Regions from separate parts of the Mus musculus genome. Here region 2 is linked to region 1. A link is a contact called in public capture Hi-C data. All regions are on one chromosome and are shown on one strand. The core of a region is the stretch at or near the end of the contact, and the rest is flanking DNA. Distances in the headings are between cores, read along the strand shown.

What was found. Capture Hi-C pulls out chosen DNA fragments and counts their contacts.
Region 2: a contact with region 1 is called in a capture Hi-C map of embryonic stem cells, with 3 times the contacts expected there. The contact joins two enhancer-like sites. A contact is called at or near these places in 1 of 115 datasets of contacts at active chromatin or transcription factors (embryonic stem cells) and 1 of 9 other capture datasets (embryonic stem cells).

What each region holds. Positions count from the first base shown.
Region 1 is chr6:33,288,991-33,291,934 of GRCm38.p6, reverse strand. All of the region lies in intron 3 of Exoc4 (exocyst complex component 4), which reads right to left. Among named protein-coding and RNA genes, the nearest start is that of Exoc4, 41 kb to the right of the region's middle. Within about 2 kb of position 1,559, at least 9 of the 459 cell types and tissues checked have an H3K27ac peak or open chromatin away from gene starts, as enhancers often do. A contact at or near this core is called in embryonic stem cells, where this site is marked.
Region 2 is chr6:34,190,072-34,193,060 of GRCm38.p6, reverse strand. No RefSeq gene overlaps it. Among named protein-coding and RNA genes, the nearest start is that of Gm32533, 5.6 kb to the left of the region's middle. Within about 2 kb of position 1,435, at least 11 of the 459 cell types and tissues checked have an H3K27ac peak or open chromatin away from gene starts, as enhancers often do. A contact at or near this core is called in embryonic stem cells, where this site is marked.

The DNA of each region.
Region 1 (2,944 bases), core at 310-2,809:
GGAGGATCCAGCAATACCTCTCCTGGGCATTTATCCAGAAGATGCCCCAACTGGTAAGAAGGACACATGCTCCACTATGTTCATAGCAGCCTTATTTATAATAGCCAGAAGCTGGAAAGACCCCAGATGCCCCTCAACAGAGGAATGGATACAGAAAATGTGGTACATCTACACAATGGAGTACTACTCAGCTATTAAAAAGAATGAATTTATGAAATTCCTAGCCAAATGGATGGACCTGGAGGGCATCATCCTGAGTGAGGTAACACATTCACAAAGGAACTCACACAATATGTACTCACTGATAAGTGGATATTAGCCCCAAACCTAGGATTCCCAAGATATAAGGTACAATTTGCTAAACACATGAAACTCAAGAAGAATGAAGACTGAAGTGTGGATACTATGCCCCTCCTTAGAATTAGGAACAAAACACCCATGGAAGGAGTTACAGAGACAAAGTTTGGAGCTGAGATGAAAGGATGGACCATGTAGAGACTGCCATATCCAGGGATCCACCCCATAATCAGCACCCAAACGCTGACACCATTGCATACCCTAGCAAGATTTTATTGAAAGGACCCAGATGTAGCTATCTCTTGTGAGACTATGCCGGGGCCTAGCAAACACAGAAGTGGATGCTCACAGTCAGCTAATGGATGGATCACAGGGCTCCCAATGGAGGAGCTAGAGAAAGAACCCAAGGAGCTAAAGGGATCTGCAATCCTATAGGTGGAACAACATTATGAACTAACCAGTACCCCGGAGCTCTTGACTCTAGCTGCATATGTAACAAAAGATGGCCTAATCGGCCATCACTGGAAAGAGAGGCCCATTGGACACGTAAACTTTGTATGCCCCAGTACAGCGGAACGCCAGGGCCAAAAAGGGGGAGTGGGTGGGTAGGGGAGTGGGGGTGGGTGGGTATGGGGGACTTTTGGTATAGCATTGGAAATGTAAATGAGCTAAATACCTAATAAAAAATGGAAAGAAAAAAAAAAGAAAGTAATAGTTTTTTTAAAAAAATTTGGTAGAGATATTCACAGAGATAAATGATATTAGCAACTATCTCCAAAAGAAATTAAGACACAAGCCAAAAAACGAGGAGAAGCAGGAGGCTTCAACCTCCTTCTCCTAGATAGCCTCCTACTCCCAAGTATCTACCTGAAGAGAGAGTGAACTGTAGACTGCCAGAGACACCAAACTCCAGGCCTCCCTGTGGATCCACTCTCATTTAGATCTCTAAGCAAACATGAGATCAAGGATTTGCAAAATTTTAAATATTTATCAGACAGGAACTAAGAAACACAACTGAATGAAGCTTTAAAGGTAATAGGTTCAGGTATTACTACTTTCATGAGTCATAATGATCACATGTTGGCTATTTATTTAGCTTGTTTCAACTAGTGAAAACTATCACAAACAAAGAACAATCTTACAATCCCACAAAAAAAAATGTGCAAACAAAGCAAAAGTCGCATGACAAAGCAATTGTTTTCCTAAAAGGGTTACCAGAACCCAACCCAGTCTAGCAAGCACACAAAGGGCTATCTATCTATTATTCCTAAGTGCTCACTGGTGAGGACTGGACTACACAACCTGAGGAGACAGGTTCATCTACAACAGAAAAGGAGACATTTCTGGAAATATGAGTCCTTGCCAGGATTAACTACTTTTGATAAAATAAAAATTAAAAAGTTTCTCCCACAATTTAGTCATTTACTTTATATCAGACTCTAACAGAGTATAGAGGCTAAAATGGAGGGGTCCTCACTCATGGGGACTGAGAGAGAAAAAAAGGATTACAAAGAGTCAAGCATTGGCTGAAAGGACCCTAATATAGCTGTCTCTTGTGAGACTAGGCCGGGGCCTAGCAAAAACAGAAGTGGATGCTCACAGTCAGCTATTGGATGGAGCACAGGGCCCCCAATGGAGGAGCTAGAGAAAGTATCCAAGGAGCTAAAGAGATCTGCAACCCTGTAGGTGCAACAACATTATGAACTAACCAGTACCCCGGAGCTCTTGACTCTAGCTGCATATGTATCAAAAGATGGCCTAGTCAGCCATCACTGGAAAGAGAGGCCCATTGGACACGCAAACTTTATATGCCCCAGTACAGGGGAATGCCAGGGCCAAAAAATGGGAATGGGTAGGTAGGGAAGTGGGGGGGGGGGGGGTATGGGGGACTTTTGGGATAGCATTCTAAATGTAATTGAGGAAAATACGTAATAATAAAAATATTTTAAAAAAAGAGAGAGAGATGATGCAGCCTAAAAAAAAAAAAAACAAAAAAAAAAAAACAAAAAAACCAGCAATCTTCAGCAGAAGCGATATCGACTTTACACAAAAAAGATACTATTGCTTAGCTGCCGGTCCAGCTACTATTTACAGACTTGAGCGGATACTTCCCTGATAGTGATCCTTTTGGCCAAAGATAATAGTTTTGAAACAATTTTGAAAACCTTCCTAGTTTAACTTTGAAAAGGTCTAGTCTTTGCCTCCTTGAATGTACCCATGAGCTGTAATAGTACATGCAGCCAGGAATAAATATGCCCATTTGTTCCTGAATAAAAATATTTTGTGAAAAGACATCCTACCTGTTATTATTTTAGGCTGATAAACCTAACAGTTTGGGGAGCAGGACTGAAAGCTTTGCTCTATCTGGGATATCAGAGCACTACTGTAAAATGCTGTGTCCTTTACAGAACTCTGAAGAGTGTCCTCTTCCTAAAATCTGTACTAGGACCTTTCCTTAATGAATTCCCACTTTGCTAAATACATACACACACACACACACACACACACACACACTGCTACCCACAACTCTCTGTATTTAACTGCATCCAATGAATGAGACACAGTTTTACTACTAGGCTATAACACCGTAAGTAAGAGATATAAAGTATATAAAGTAAGTCCTGCTCACAAGAATCCCCATTGCGGA
Region 2 (2,989 bases), core at 186-2,685, 900 kb before region 1:
GAGGGATGAGAGACAGAGTAAGACTCCACCAAAACTCAGGCCAGCTAGCCAGGCCTGCAGAGCGGGAACAAGAGACTGTGTTTCAAGCAAGGTGGAATCCAGGCACCTGGAGCTGGCCACTGACCTCCACAAGTATGCCGCGGTACATGTGTGCACTCACACACACCATATGCCCACACATGTATACACACAGACACACACACATACGGGGGTGAGGGGAAGAGGGAGAGGGAGAAGGGCAGGGAGAGAGGAGAGAGAATTAATGCTATTAACACTTGTGAGGAACACAAACATAGGTGAGGTGATTAACTTCGCTTAGCTTTACCGCTAACAAATGGCTTGCTGTCTCCCTGCTGTAATAAAACACGGGACTCTATCTCTAGGTGGAGGAGTGACCTTTTCTCCAGTTAATCTAACAAGGCAGAAACGCCCCCTAGGTGGGAGGGTTCCTCTGAGGATAACATAGATTTTCTTCCCAGAATTTTTGCCACACTAGGGGCAACCCTGTGAGCCCCTGTGAGGTTCCTGTGGGTCTGCACCCCACTCCCATCCCCACTTCCCCCACCCCACCCATCTCGTCTGTCTTTTTCTTTCGGATGCTGGTCAGAGCCCACTGTGGTCTCCTCAATACTCTGTATTGCGTCCCGCTCGACCGGCAAGAAAGACGCAACAAACCAGAATCTTCCGCGGCAAAAGCTTTATTGCTTGCTTCTCAGGAAGATTCCGAACCGGGAAAATGGCGCTGCTTTTATAACCCGCAGCGTGACGTTTCAGCACCTGATATGGCGTGACAGCTCCCGATTCGTTGCTTGCCCATCACCCCACTATTACACCCCGAGAATGGGAGTGACTAGGAGTGAATTCACTCTTGCACCTGCGTACAAAGCTTGTTTACTAGTTAGGCACAGCGGAGGCCCACGCCATCTTATAATGGCGATTGCTCGCGGCACACACAGCTCTCCTCAGAGATTACTGGCGGCACACATGCGATTGCTCGCAGCACGTACCGGCTTTCCACAACTCTGGGCTTCCTTACTCTTTCTCTAAAGCTCCCCTCCAACCATGTGACTGACCTCTGTTCCCCTCTTTTCAAACAATATGGTTGTTGTTGTTTTCCTTCTCTTTTCCATACTATGCCTCCGTTCCCCTCCCTCCCCCCACCTCTAGGCAACTGTGAGATTGACAGTTTACCTGCTCTAGGCTTTTCCTTTTAGACTCTAATAAATTGGGCTCAATCTTCCATTAGAGTCTATTCTTAAACTCTGTTACTAATGAGACTAAGAATCTCAAAAAGGGACCCTCACTTTCCTGGTATCATTTGGAGGCTGAGTTGGGATTCTCCAAATTTTCTGGTGACACACCCATTTAGTTTGCTTAAGAATACAGTGCTATTCAACATATTGGCATTCATTATGGCAAGACACTGGGGAGCCTAAACATCCAAGAGAATAGACCTTGGATGTGGCTGAATAGAAGATGCCACGTCCACGAACCGAACACTTTCAGATGTTAAGAAGAGAAACGCGGGACCTGGTGTGGTGGCTCACATCCGTTATCCCAGCACACAGCAGACAGAGGTCGGTAGGAGGCTTGCCAGAAGATTTGCTGCAATTCAAGCCTAGTCTGGTTCACACAGCAAGTTCCAGCTAAGGCTACACGGTAAGATGATGTCTAGAAAGCCAAAGGAGCTGGTGGCACCATCACCAGGCTAATATGGAACCATCACCAGGCTAATATGGAACAGTTTCCAAGACAGATTAAGGAAAAATATTTGTGTTTAAAAAATGTATCTCTGCCTATTAGCTAATGAGAGAAATGCACAAAACTCAGGAACGGCAGAAGTATGTAAGGAAGGTAGTTAGTTGAGTTGTTGAGTTTCAAGGGAAGGGCTTACAATTTTAACCTTGTCATGGTTTGAATATGCTTGGCCCAGGGAGTGGCACTATTTGGAGATGTGTTGGAGTAGGTGTGTTTCTGGGACATGGGCTTTAAGATCCCCAATCCTAGCTGCCTGGAAGCCAGTCTTCTCCTAGCAGCCTTCAGATGAAGATGTAGAACTCAGCTCTGCCTGCACCATGCCTGCCTGGATGCTGCCATGCTTGCACCTTGATGATGATGGACTGAACCTCTGAACCTGTAAGCCAGCCCCAATTAAATGTTGTTTATAAGACTTGCCTTGGTCATGGTGTCTGCTCCCAGCAGTAAAACCCTAAGACAAACCTATTACATTTTTATGTCTTTTTGACTTTGCACTGTTGAATTATGAGCAAATTTATGATTTTTTTTTAGCAAAGAAAAAATAAGAAGATTCATCAACATAAAAGGTTAACACACTAGGGCAAGTGTCAAGTGAAGGGTGTTCTGAGACGGCCTCCTGCTCCTTTTAGTTCTGCTGCTTAGAGACTAATCAGAGTTCAGACACCATCAACCTAAAGAATTTGTTCTTTACTGTGCTTCTAAATGTAAAGTCAAAGAACAATTTGAACAGATATTTCTGTATGTGACCAATATTTGATTCATAAGTAAATGAACAGATGTTTAATCCTCCTAATCATTAAATAAATTTCAACCAAAATCTGAATGCATCTCATATGCTGTTCAACCTTCTTGTAGTTTTTTTTACTGTTATGAATCATAAGGTAAGTATCTTTTATGCAAAATATAGACTATACAATCCCCAAAGGGGTCATGTTCCACAGGTTGAGAACCTCTGCCTTAGGATAACTACCCAAAGATATGGTCGTGCAGACTGTTTCAAGTCTATTTTACACAAGTTAGAGTCATCTTGGAAGAGGGAAGCTCAACTGAGAAAGTACTTTCACCAGACTGGCCCGTGGGCAAGCCTGTGTTGCTTTCTTTTGGTTGATGACTATAATGTATAGTGAGAATGGTCTCTGTCAGCTCATAAGTGTCAATCCTTGACCCTGTAAGACCTGAAGAGCCTTACGTCTGGGATGTTCCACTCACAGAAACACAGAGATGGAGATCA